Regions from separate parts of the Mus musculus genome. Here region 2 is linked to region 1. The links are chromatin contacts, called in public HiChIP or PLAC-seq maps. All regions are on one chromosome and are shown on one strand. Each heading gives the region's core, a stretch centred on a gene start, on an enhancer-like site or on the middle of the called end of the contact. The rest is flanking DNA. Distances are from core to core; before and after follow the strand shown.

What was found. HiChIP or PLAC-seq counts read pairs in DNA pulled down with a chosen protein or histone mark.
Region 2: an H3K4me3 HiChIP or PLAC-seq map of intestinal villus epithelium shows a contact between it and region 1, with 8 times the contacts expected there. The contact joins the enhancer-like site here to the promoter of Hnf4g in region 1. A contact is called at or near these places in 2 of 39 promoter capture datasets (both in liver), 1 of 15 datasets of contacts at CTCF or cohesin (liver), 13 of 484 Hi-C or Micro-C datasets (the AML12 cell line, embryonic stem cells, liver and 3 more), 3 of 115 datasets of contacts at active chromatin or transcription factors (intestinal crypt epithelium, intestinal villus epithelium and kidney) and 3 of 9 other capture datasets (adipose tissue, embryonic stem cells and pancreatic islet).

What each region holds. Positions count from the first base shown.
Region 1 is chr3:3,505,806-3,510,513 of GRCm38.p6, forward strand. It overlaps Hnf4g (hepatocyte nuclear factor 4, gamma), which reads left to right and starts at 2,225. Exons shown (of 10, transcript NM_013920.2): 1 at 2,225-2,527. The coding sequence starts at 2,524.
Region 2 is chr3:3,580,245-3,584,952 of GRCm38.p6, forward strand. All of the region lies in intron 1 of Hnf4g (hepatocyte nuclear factor 4, gamma), which reads left to right. Among named protein-coding and RNA genes, the nearest start is that of Hnf4g, 75 kb to the left of the region's middle. Within about 2 kb of position 2,812, at least 2 of the 459 cell types and tissues checked have an H3K27ac peak or open chromatin away from gene starts, as enhancers often do. A contact at or near this core is called in intestinal villus epithelium, where this site is marked.

The DNA of each region.
Region 1 (4,708 bases), core at 975-3,474:
ATGTGTCTTCCAAGAACCTTTTCCTGAAGCAGTCTTTGGATGATATCTTCCTGCTCTCTGTAGGCCCATACCCCACCCTACCAGAGTGTCAGGGAACAGCTCTGCAGAACTGAAAGTTTTCATCTTCAGCAACTAAAACCCATGCCATGGAGAATCATAATAAAGAAGCTTCAGTAATAATTACTAAACCTACTTGATGGTCTCTGGTTCTCTCCTTTGGCTTTACCTGGTAAAATTTCCAAGCAAGGGCGACATCTTCACCTCTTTATACCTGGTAACAGCTTGCATTCATACATTTCTCTAAAACCACTCCCTTAATGTTCTTACCCAAAAAGTTGTCCCTGTTCAGTGGATTTTCCACTGAAAGTAGTCCAATAATTCTCACACACTTTCCCTCCTGAGTACTGGTCTTAGATGTGTCTATTTTCATTAGTAAAAAGCTGTTGATTCAGTTTTCTGGCCAAGGTTCTACAAATTGGCCTTTTGAACAGATCCCTAGTTTATTTCTTGGTAGATCAGAGAAAGATTCTACCACACAGCCAGCAGGCATTGATCATGCAAAACCAAACCTACTGATATTGTCGATTCACTGTTAAATAGTCCTTTCAAGTCCAACAATATGTCCTTGCTGGAAGCAATAGAGTGTCAAGTCTCAGCTTGTGTGAAGGGAAAGGGAAAAGCTTCTCTAAAAAGTTTCAAAGGATAAGCTAATTTATGCTAATTACAATTTACATTTTAGCATTGTATTAGACAATTTTCACTCACCATTGAGTATCTGAAAAAAATTTGTTTTTTGTTTTGTTTTGTTTTGTTTTGTTTTGTTTTAAGACAGTGTGCACAGAGAGGCTGTAAACAGCACACCTGTGGGAGATTTGCATAATCAGCCTCATTAAATCTAACTCTACTCCTGTCCCTAACACTGGCAGGTATTCTGAGATGACCTGGATGGAAGCCACTTTCCTCACATTGTTTGCAAGGTCTCATGGGCAGTGAGCACCCAAAGAATGTGTTTTGCTCTGGAAAGTACATTTAAGGAGAACTGTATGTGACATGTTTCCTTTGTTCTGATTTCTAAAACAGGTAGCATCTTGTTTTTAAAAGACCCTCTCAACAAGAGGAGAAAGCTGAGAAAGTTCAGAAATCCTATCTGAAAAGAAAAAAGGAAAAAGAAAATCAAACCTCTACACACCTAGTTCTTTGATCTCTTTGGCATTATTACAATACCAAAATAACAGCCAACCCCTACTCAGAAAAGAAGAAAACCCTGTGGATTAGGTAACTGTTTATCTCAAGAGCATAAATAGTTATTGTACCTTAAGCCTATCATTCCTGCAAACAGGATGTTAAACTGAGGAGATTAAAAAAGAAAATCACAAATCTGTCTGTTGCTGTCACAAACTCCTGGCCAAGATGACCGGCTATAGCACAGGTGTGTCTGATATCATTTCATAAGGAAGAAGGTTGTAGAATGAGCCAAAGGGTATGAGACAGAGAGAGAGAAGTTTTTTGGTTGATTCATATGTAAAAAGATACTTACTGACTAGAAACCACAGGCATATCTGCAAGAGGAATAAAAGCCTTCTTCCTTCCCTGCCCAGAACTCTTGCAGAACAAAGCACCCAGAAGGATCACAGGCCCAAAGTGCAATTTAAAGAAGTGGTCCTCTGGTCTCTAGAGGTGCATCTGCAGTCCTGCTCCCAGGAAGCCCATTTAATTCCTTTGAACAACACTTCTGCCCTTCATCTGGATCTCTTAGGCAATGACTTAGATTTCCATCATATGATCATAGGCTTCTCCTTGTCACTTGCTCTAAAACATTTCTTAGCCTGAATAAATGCAGCCAAGACCAGACTGGCTCCGAGGGGAGGGGAAAGGAAGGTCTCTGGTTTCAGATGCGCAGCTAAATTCAACCTGGCCTGGTTCACCTAGCCAGAGAGATGGGGAGCGACCCGCTCAAGCTGGAGGCTTCAAGCCAAGGGGGTCTTTAATCTGCTGGAGATCATAATGAGGTGTGTTGCAGTCACTGAGGGATGGCTGTGAACGGCCACTGAGGTCCAAACCCGAAGGCTCTGAAAGTAGCTGGCCAGTGAGCCCTAGGGCTGGAGAACCGGAAAAGATTGCGCCCGGGAGGAGGCTGCCTCGCCGCTTTCAGTTTTCATTGAAGCTCGCTAGTTACTGTTTAACATCCCCACCCACGATTCAGTTTGTTTAGTAAATCGACCTCACTGTGAGAGTCAGGCCCTGGACCATCGTCGCCATTGAGCAAAGCTAATATTCTTCCCGGCATATGGTCCCCCAAAATTTTTGCTAGAGATCCAGGAAAATAAACAAAACAACAAAATCCCAGTGCCACCTTGGAGCCCCACCCAATTTCCAGGCTGCCTGAAAACTTCTTGGCTCTCCGGAAGGTGCACTGCTGAACACCGCTGTCACTGTCAGGGCGCATGCATATGGGGATCTGCTACTGAGATGCAGAGCAAGCCTTGCAGCTGACTGCGACGCGGGAGCTCCATTGCCGCTGGCATGGGTGAGTCGTTCTGCCCGCGCCCAGTGCCCGCGAATGACCCACTCTACACCAGGCCGCTGTTCTGCACGGGGAGTCTCAGTTCCCCCAAGAAGGTGGCTGAGAGGCTGAGCACCCTGACCTCTTGGCCAGAAAAAAACAAAAAACAAAAAACAAAAAACAAAAAAACAAAACAAAAAAAACCAGAAGCTGCTGGAGCTTGAGAATGTTCAAACCCTTGAAAAAGAAAACTAGAACCTGCTCTGCATGTGTCTGGGTGGTTGGAAAGCTTTGGTGGCTGTTGCTGGTCACATGATTCCAAGATCTGTTTGTAGTGGTGAGGGGTTCCCTGAAAGTTTGAGGTAGGGAGGCGGAGTCCAAGCTAGTACGTGTGACTGGACATTAAATGACTACAGAGGAGTGATGTTTGGTGCTTGGTGCAGAAGCATATCCCCCCCCCCCCATGACCTTTACTCAAGTGTGCTCCCCTATACTCTTTCAGACATTTGTGGATTAGGCACTTTCTGGTAAAGCTGTTGGTGACGATTGTATATGCTAGTTAAAGGGTCAGTTTCTTTTGGAAGATTTGACCTATTGGATGTTGAGCTAAACCACGTTTGGATTAAGTTGAAGTCATTCGGTGTCTAATGGCAAGAACTAGGTATGTGATAAGATCTTAGAAGTGTCTAAGACGATCCCAACTTGAGGGAATGTGTGTTTAAGGGTATCTGCAAATGGAGCTAAAGTACTTCTTTACAATATGCAAAACAATCTCAGTTTTCATCTCAGGACAAGGGTTAGAGCTTAAAACATTGTGGGATATTCTGTAAATAGAAAACCTCAGTGGTGTCTGAATTTCCTGTTTGGGCTTTAGTTACTCTATCCTTGACAACTTATTTTATAGGTGACTTGTTTCTTTTCACAAGGATGTACTATTCCTCCACCTTGGCGATTCCATTTGTTTGTAATCATCTTCCTGCTCCACCCCTCAGTAGGCTCACTTGGTTCTCACACTTCTGACTCAGGCTACCTGATTTCCTGTGTCTGAAGCCCTTGACCAACTCAGTGTTGTATTCCCTTGGTTGCACTGGGAATTGCTTTATAAACTTTTCAAAGCATGGTGGAAATTGGTAGCAATTGGTTTTCTCCTTGCTGATCTTCTTCCTCTTCGTTTATGGGTCTACAAATATCGGGATGTTCTCAGCAAGCTTTAAGAGAATGGAAGTATCTTAAACATTGTCATATATAGTGTTGTGAACCCAGTAAGTATTCATTACTTTCAAAATATTCATTATTTTCAAAATCTTTGTTATTTCTATAAATTCCAGAATTAATTCTAGTTTGTGAAGCATCATGTAAATTATAGCAAAATATAAAGAGGATGCCCTTCTCCTTGTGTGTGGAGTCTTTGATGACTTTTGGGTGTATGTCTTCACAGTGTACAGCTCATGAATGTTAAATGGCTATTAAAGTTCTTACTCTAACTATGTCTGTGCTAGGCCCACTAGATATCAAGTATTAAAATGTTGATACTCTAGTTGAAAACTGATTCTCAGTTTGAAGTAATCTCTTAGTAATTGGAGTAATACTATGGGAAGGATACAAAGCATCCCTGGGTGGGTAATATCAGGATTTTTCAATGTTTTGCTTTCCAGTTGTAAAAAATGCTGTCATGTGGCTGGGGATATAGCTTAGTGATAGAGCACTTGCCTACCTTATCCTGTGCTCCCAACATCACCATAGTGTTTTTAGCTCCTAATAGGTGCTCCTGTATTTATTACCCTTTGTCCAGGGATGGCTGCAGATACTGGTTCTGGTAAGTCATTGGTGGCCTCACAGTAGTTTTGATTTGTGCAGCTATTGATTAATATGCTTGCCATCTTCCTTCCTTCCTTCCTTCCTTCCTTCCTTCCTTCCTTCCTTCCTTCCTTCCTTCTTTCCTTCCTTCTTTCTTTTCTTCCTTCCTTTTTTCTCATTAAATTTTCTTTTATTTACTTTTAAAAATTTTTTTTTCTTATTGGATATTTTCTTTATTTACAGTTCAACTGTTATTCCCTCTCCTGGTCCTCCCAAAACCTATTCCATCCCTCGTCCCCTGCTTCTCTGAGGGTGTTCCCACACCCTCCCTCCCATCACATCCTTGCACTTGAATTCCCCTACACTGGGGCATCGATTCTCTCTTCCCAATGATGCCCGTCAAGGCCA
Region 2 (4,708 bases), core at 1,562-4,061, 75 kb after region 1:
CATTTACTTTGCCATGAAAGAAAAATATTCTTATGACCATAACTATTTCAAATACATTACTTTTGCTTGAAAAAATTTATAACTTTACCATTTCAGATTTTATAGACAATTTGGAAAATTAGAAGATTGAATATTGAATGAAGATATTAGATTTATGTTCTTAATCTAGTTAAAGTGGTCTGAATAATGATAAAACCTTAGTACAGAGGAACACCAGGGCCAAGAAGTGGGAGTGGGTGGGTAGGGGAGTGGGAGGGGGAGGGTATGGGGGACTTTTGGGATAGCATTGGAAATATAAATGAAGAAAATACCGAATTAAAAAATATATATATATACCTGTTTAATAGGTTAGAAATCTAACCACAAATGTTGATTTCCAGCTACAAGACTTTATAGTTTGAGTTCATTCAATATTCATAGTAAATTAAGAAAAACTTCAAGGACTATAAAATTATACTTATTATTTTAAGAAAACATGGCTTAAGTTATTTACATTTAAAAGGAGATTAAATGATATTTCTTTTCTGCTTATTAAAGGAAGACTGTGACATCAAGAATTATAAGTCATAGCTAAGTTCACAGAATTAAGAGAAATATATAAATAAAATATATAATATGATATGAGTTTGTATATGTGTGTGTGTATGTGTGTTTGTACCCTCTGTATCTAGGCATGTTATGGTACAAAGGTCCATCTTTTAAGTGTTAGAAGAGAATAAACATGTGAGCTTATAATTATTTTATTGAGCTTTCTTATTTTATGACCCACTAATGGTTTGTGAGTCACTTACACTGATGTATACTAAAAACTTTCAGCTTCAATGAGGCTAGTTTCTAAAATTTATTCATTCATTGTTTTTGTTTTTAAATGCAAAGATCATGTTTGGTTTCCAGTCTTATTATCCACTTACAATAAACCACAAAAGTATAATTTTATATTAAGAAGGAACTAAAACATGCTGATTGTATCCAACTGGCAGCGTGTATATAATTTTCTAAAGTACTTTTAATTTCTAATGTAAATTGTTGAACTTCTAAGCTTGAGTATGTCTTAATACCCAGCTCTACAATATCAGGTTTATTTTACTTCCTTCACATTTTTGGCTGAAATTACTAAAAAATTAACCCAATGGAATTAGTTATCACTTGTGCTGAGCTAACATAATTGAAGGCTCATTTTAAAAAGTTGAGATTCCATGTTCTTTCATTTTTGTTATTTGCATCATATTTTATGTTGTTGACAGTCATACAGTAAGGGTTTCTTTATCTGTTTTTGCAAGCAATTTATTCTTCCCAAAGTTGTCAATTGCACTAAGACTTTTCACCTTCTCTCAGTCTAAACAATAAATCTGTGCACTGAGTCAGAAATCACCTCCAGTTCTGTGAATAAAAACTAGATAGAGAGTAAGTGATCCACTTCAGTATTAGTGTAGCTACTGCTCACGAGTGCCCCACCTCAATGTTAGCATTGCTACTGCTCACGAGTAAATTCAATTTGAAAAGTAACCACAAAGTTTTTTTTAATTATTTATTTTATTTAGTTAATTTTAACAAGGCACCTTATTCCTCTCCTGCTGATTCAGCAATTCAAGAGGCTGAGGCAGACAAGGACCACTTGAGTTCATAGTTTAATGCCAGGCTTGGCAACAAGAAAGTGTCAAACCAGAACAGCAGAGGTTCAGTAGAGTGGTCAATCTTCTTGTCTACCTAGGTTTAAAGTACAAGTAAAAACTAAAGAGTGTTAAAATCAATGTACCCTGATAAACCCCTTGTTTTATCCATCTCCTGTTTACTAGATAGCAGCTTCATTAGAGCTTCCATGAATGAAGAGAATCGTTGTCTAATTTAATTCTCAATTAAAGCATCATTTTCATTGTGTGACCCAATAGTGAATAGTAAAGATAATAGTAAAAACAAAATAAAACAGCTAAAAAAATTACTGTTTGTTACTTTTCATGGAAATTTAAAATTATTTGGTTTTATTTTTTCCACTGACCTGATATAAAATATCTCCAAGCCAACTCATACTAGTTCACATGTTACTACTATAAAGGAAATAGGTAAAGGACTCTTTTCCAGTTATCATCATGATCTGTACTGGGCAACTGTTTTCATTCTTCATATCAGAGGATAGACTTATATCCTATAAATCAAGGCTGATTTAGTTTTCCATATAGTTATCATTAGGGTTATGTTCTTGAGTGTTTCTTAAACATTTGAAAATGTGTGGCTATGCCAGTGTCTGGCAAATACAGAAGTGGATGCTTACAGTTATCTATTGGATAGAACACAGAGACCCCAATGGAGGAGCTAGAGAAAGTTCCCAAGGAACTGAAAGGGTCTGTAACTCTATAGGAGGAACAGCAATATGAACTAACCAGTACCCCCAAAGCTCGTGTCTCTAGCTGAATATGTAGCAGATGGCCTAGTTGGCCATCATTGGGAGGAGAGGCCCTTGGTCTTGTAAAGATTATATGCCCCAGTACAGGGGAATGCCAGGGCTAGGAAGTGGGTATGGGTGGGTTGGGGAGCAGGGCATGGGGGGAGAGGGTGTAGGGGTCTTTTGTGTTAGCATTTGAAATGTAAATGAAGAAAATATCTAATAAAAATTGTTAAAAAGAAAAAGAAGAAGAAGAAGAAGAAGAAGAAGAAGAAGAAGAAGAAGAAGAAGAAGAAGAAGAAGAAGAAGAAGAAGAAGAAGAAGAATCATCTCCCTGGTCTGCAAGCCAAATTGCCTTGGGCATGTGCCCTTGGATATAACCACTCCTTTATTCCACTGCCCCCTAGTCCTCAGTACTTGGCATTGCAGAAAATTATATCTTCTTTGCCATTCCAAAGTTCAATGTGATTCATCTCAAGTTGCATTTATATAATGAATCCTATGGGTGTTCCCTTTAAAAATGTAAGATGAAATTTATAGAGAGCATAGTTAGTATTAAAAAACATTTATTTCTAAATCTTATTGTAACATCTTCTAAAAGGTAGAACACATTTCTTTCTTAACAAATTTTAGTTATCATTCCTTACAGCTACTCTCTCTGTGCTAATGTCTGTAGAGAAGAAACTCTGCCGGCATTGATAAGAGTGACCTTGTAGTGCCGTCTTCTATGTACCAGGATGCTTTCTCAGGAACTTCCCAACTACATACATATCAAGAAGGCTATCACTACACAGTAAAGTTAAAGTCTTGGATGATTCAAGTTAGAAAGGTCAGCTGAATATCTACTCTTTGCAATGCAAACTGTTAGTGTGTTAGTGAAATAAAAAATTTCAAGAGTGACAATATTTTTCTCTTTTGACCTGTGGATGCAAAAATACAGTTAAGGGGAATAAGAGGTAGTTTATTTTGGAACCTTTTTGAGTGACATTTGCCTGGGATCACAGGTCACTCCAAAGTTCATGTTCTAGCATTTTCATGAATTAATATAGTTTACAGAAAAAGAAATGTCATAAATCAAGGTAAAATTTTAAAACATTGGTGGTACATCAGAGAGGTTATTATAGGATTGGGAGGGGAGATTTTCACTAAGTGTTCGATATTATCTGATAATACATACTTTTAGCTTCTGGGTTGGTGGAAACTAGTGGTCTGCTAAATTAATAGAATTACAAAGATTTTTACCTATTAGTCACAGGATGTTAGATCTGACACAAGTGGGTAATGAATAGCTACTTAGCAGCTAAAGCCAGGTTGAGGTGAGGTAATTAGCCCTGGACCTGTAACATTCCACCCACCTCACATTACTACACTTTTAATTAACCAGTCTTTGGAGGCACAGCTTCTTCCCACTAATTCTAATTCATAGTTCATCTTGTAAAAATAACAGGAGAGTATCTCTCTCTCTCTCTCTCTCTCTCTCTCTCTCTCTCTCTCTCACACACACACACACACACACACACACACACACACACAAAGTAGACTTTGGCTACTCTAAGAAAACACATCTCTAATAATGAGTTTTCTGGTGCATAAAGCAGTCCAGTTCTCTCTCAGAATTTTCTGTCATTCTCTTTTTGCATCCTTTGCTTGACAGCCACTCCAAGGTTTTACTCCAATGTTCTTTCTTAGGAAACACCTCATGGGTCCCTTTGACCAGGTTCTGTCCCCAGTATGTTTTTCTTATTGCGCTTTAATTGCATGCTAGCTCTCTGGCTCCTCACACTTCTGGCGAGTTAGGATGCTTAGGACCTGATCAAACAGCTTGCAAAGCACAGAAAAATACCCAGAGGTTCTTGTGTAATCTCACATTTGATTGAGCCCAAGCTCCAGGTTGCCTATTGTTCCTGAAGGATCCCTGAGACAACCACCATTCTTCTACCTTCTCCATGTGTGAAGATCTAAGTAGCAGAAAACAGAACTGTGGGAAAGGAAATTGGTCTCCAAATTTGCATCTCAGTTCTCAGAATAAAAGGAAAACATTTCTATATCCCTAGTAGTGATCAGGTTATCCAGCCCCTGCAGCACTGGATGCTTATAATTAGAGAACTGTATCCGATGAAAAGCCCTAGAACTCAGTTAAAATCAGCTTCCCATTTACAAGATCCAAGTCACATATATAATACTATAAAGCCAAGTTAAACAGAAACAGAAACAAAACCATTAACTTATTTTGTGCAGGCCAGAAGACACATGTGCTGCTGCATTGGTATGGAGTCCAAAAGATAGCTTGCTAGATTCTATTCTCTCCTTTAATGTGAGTTCCAGAGA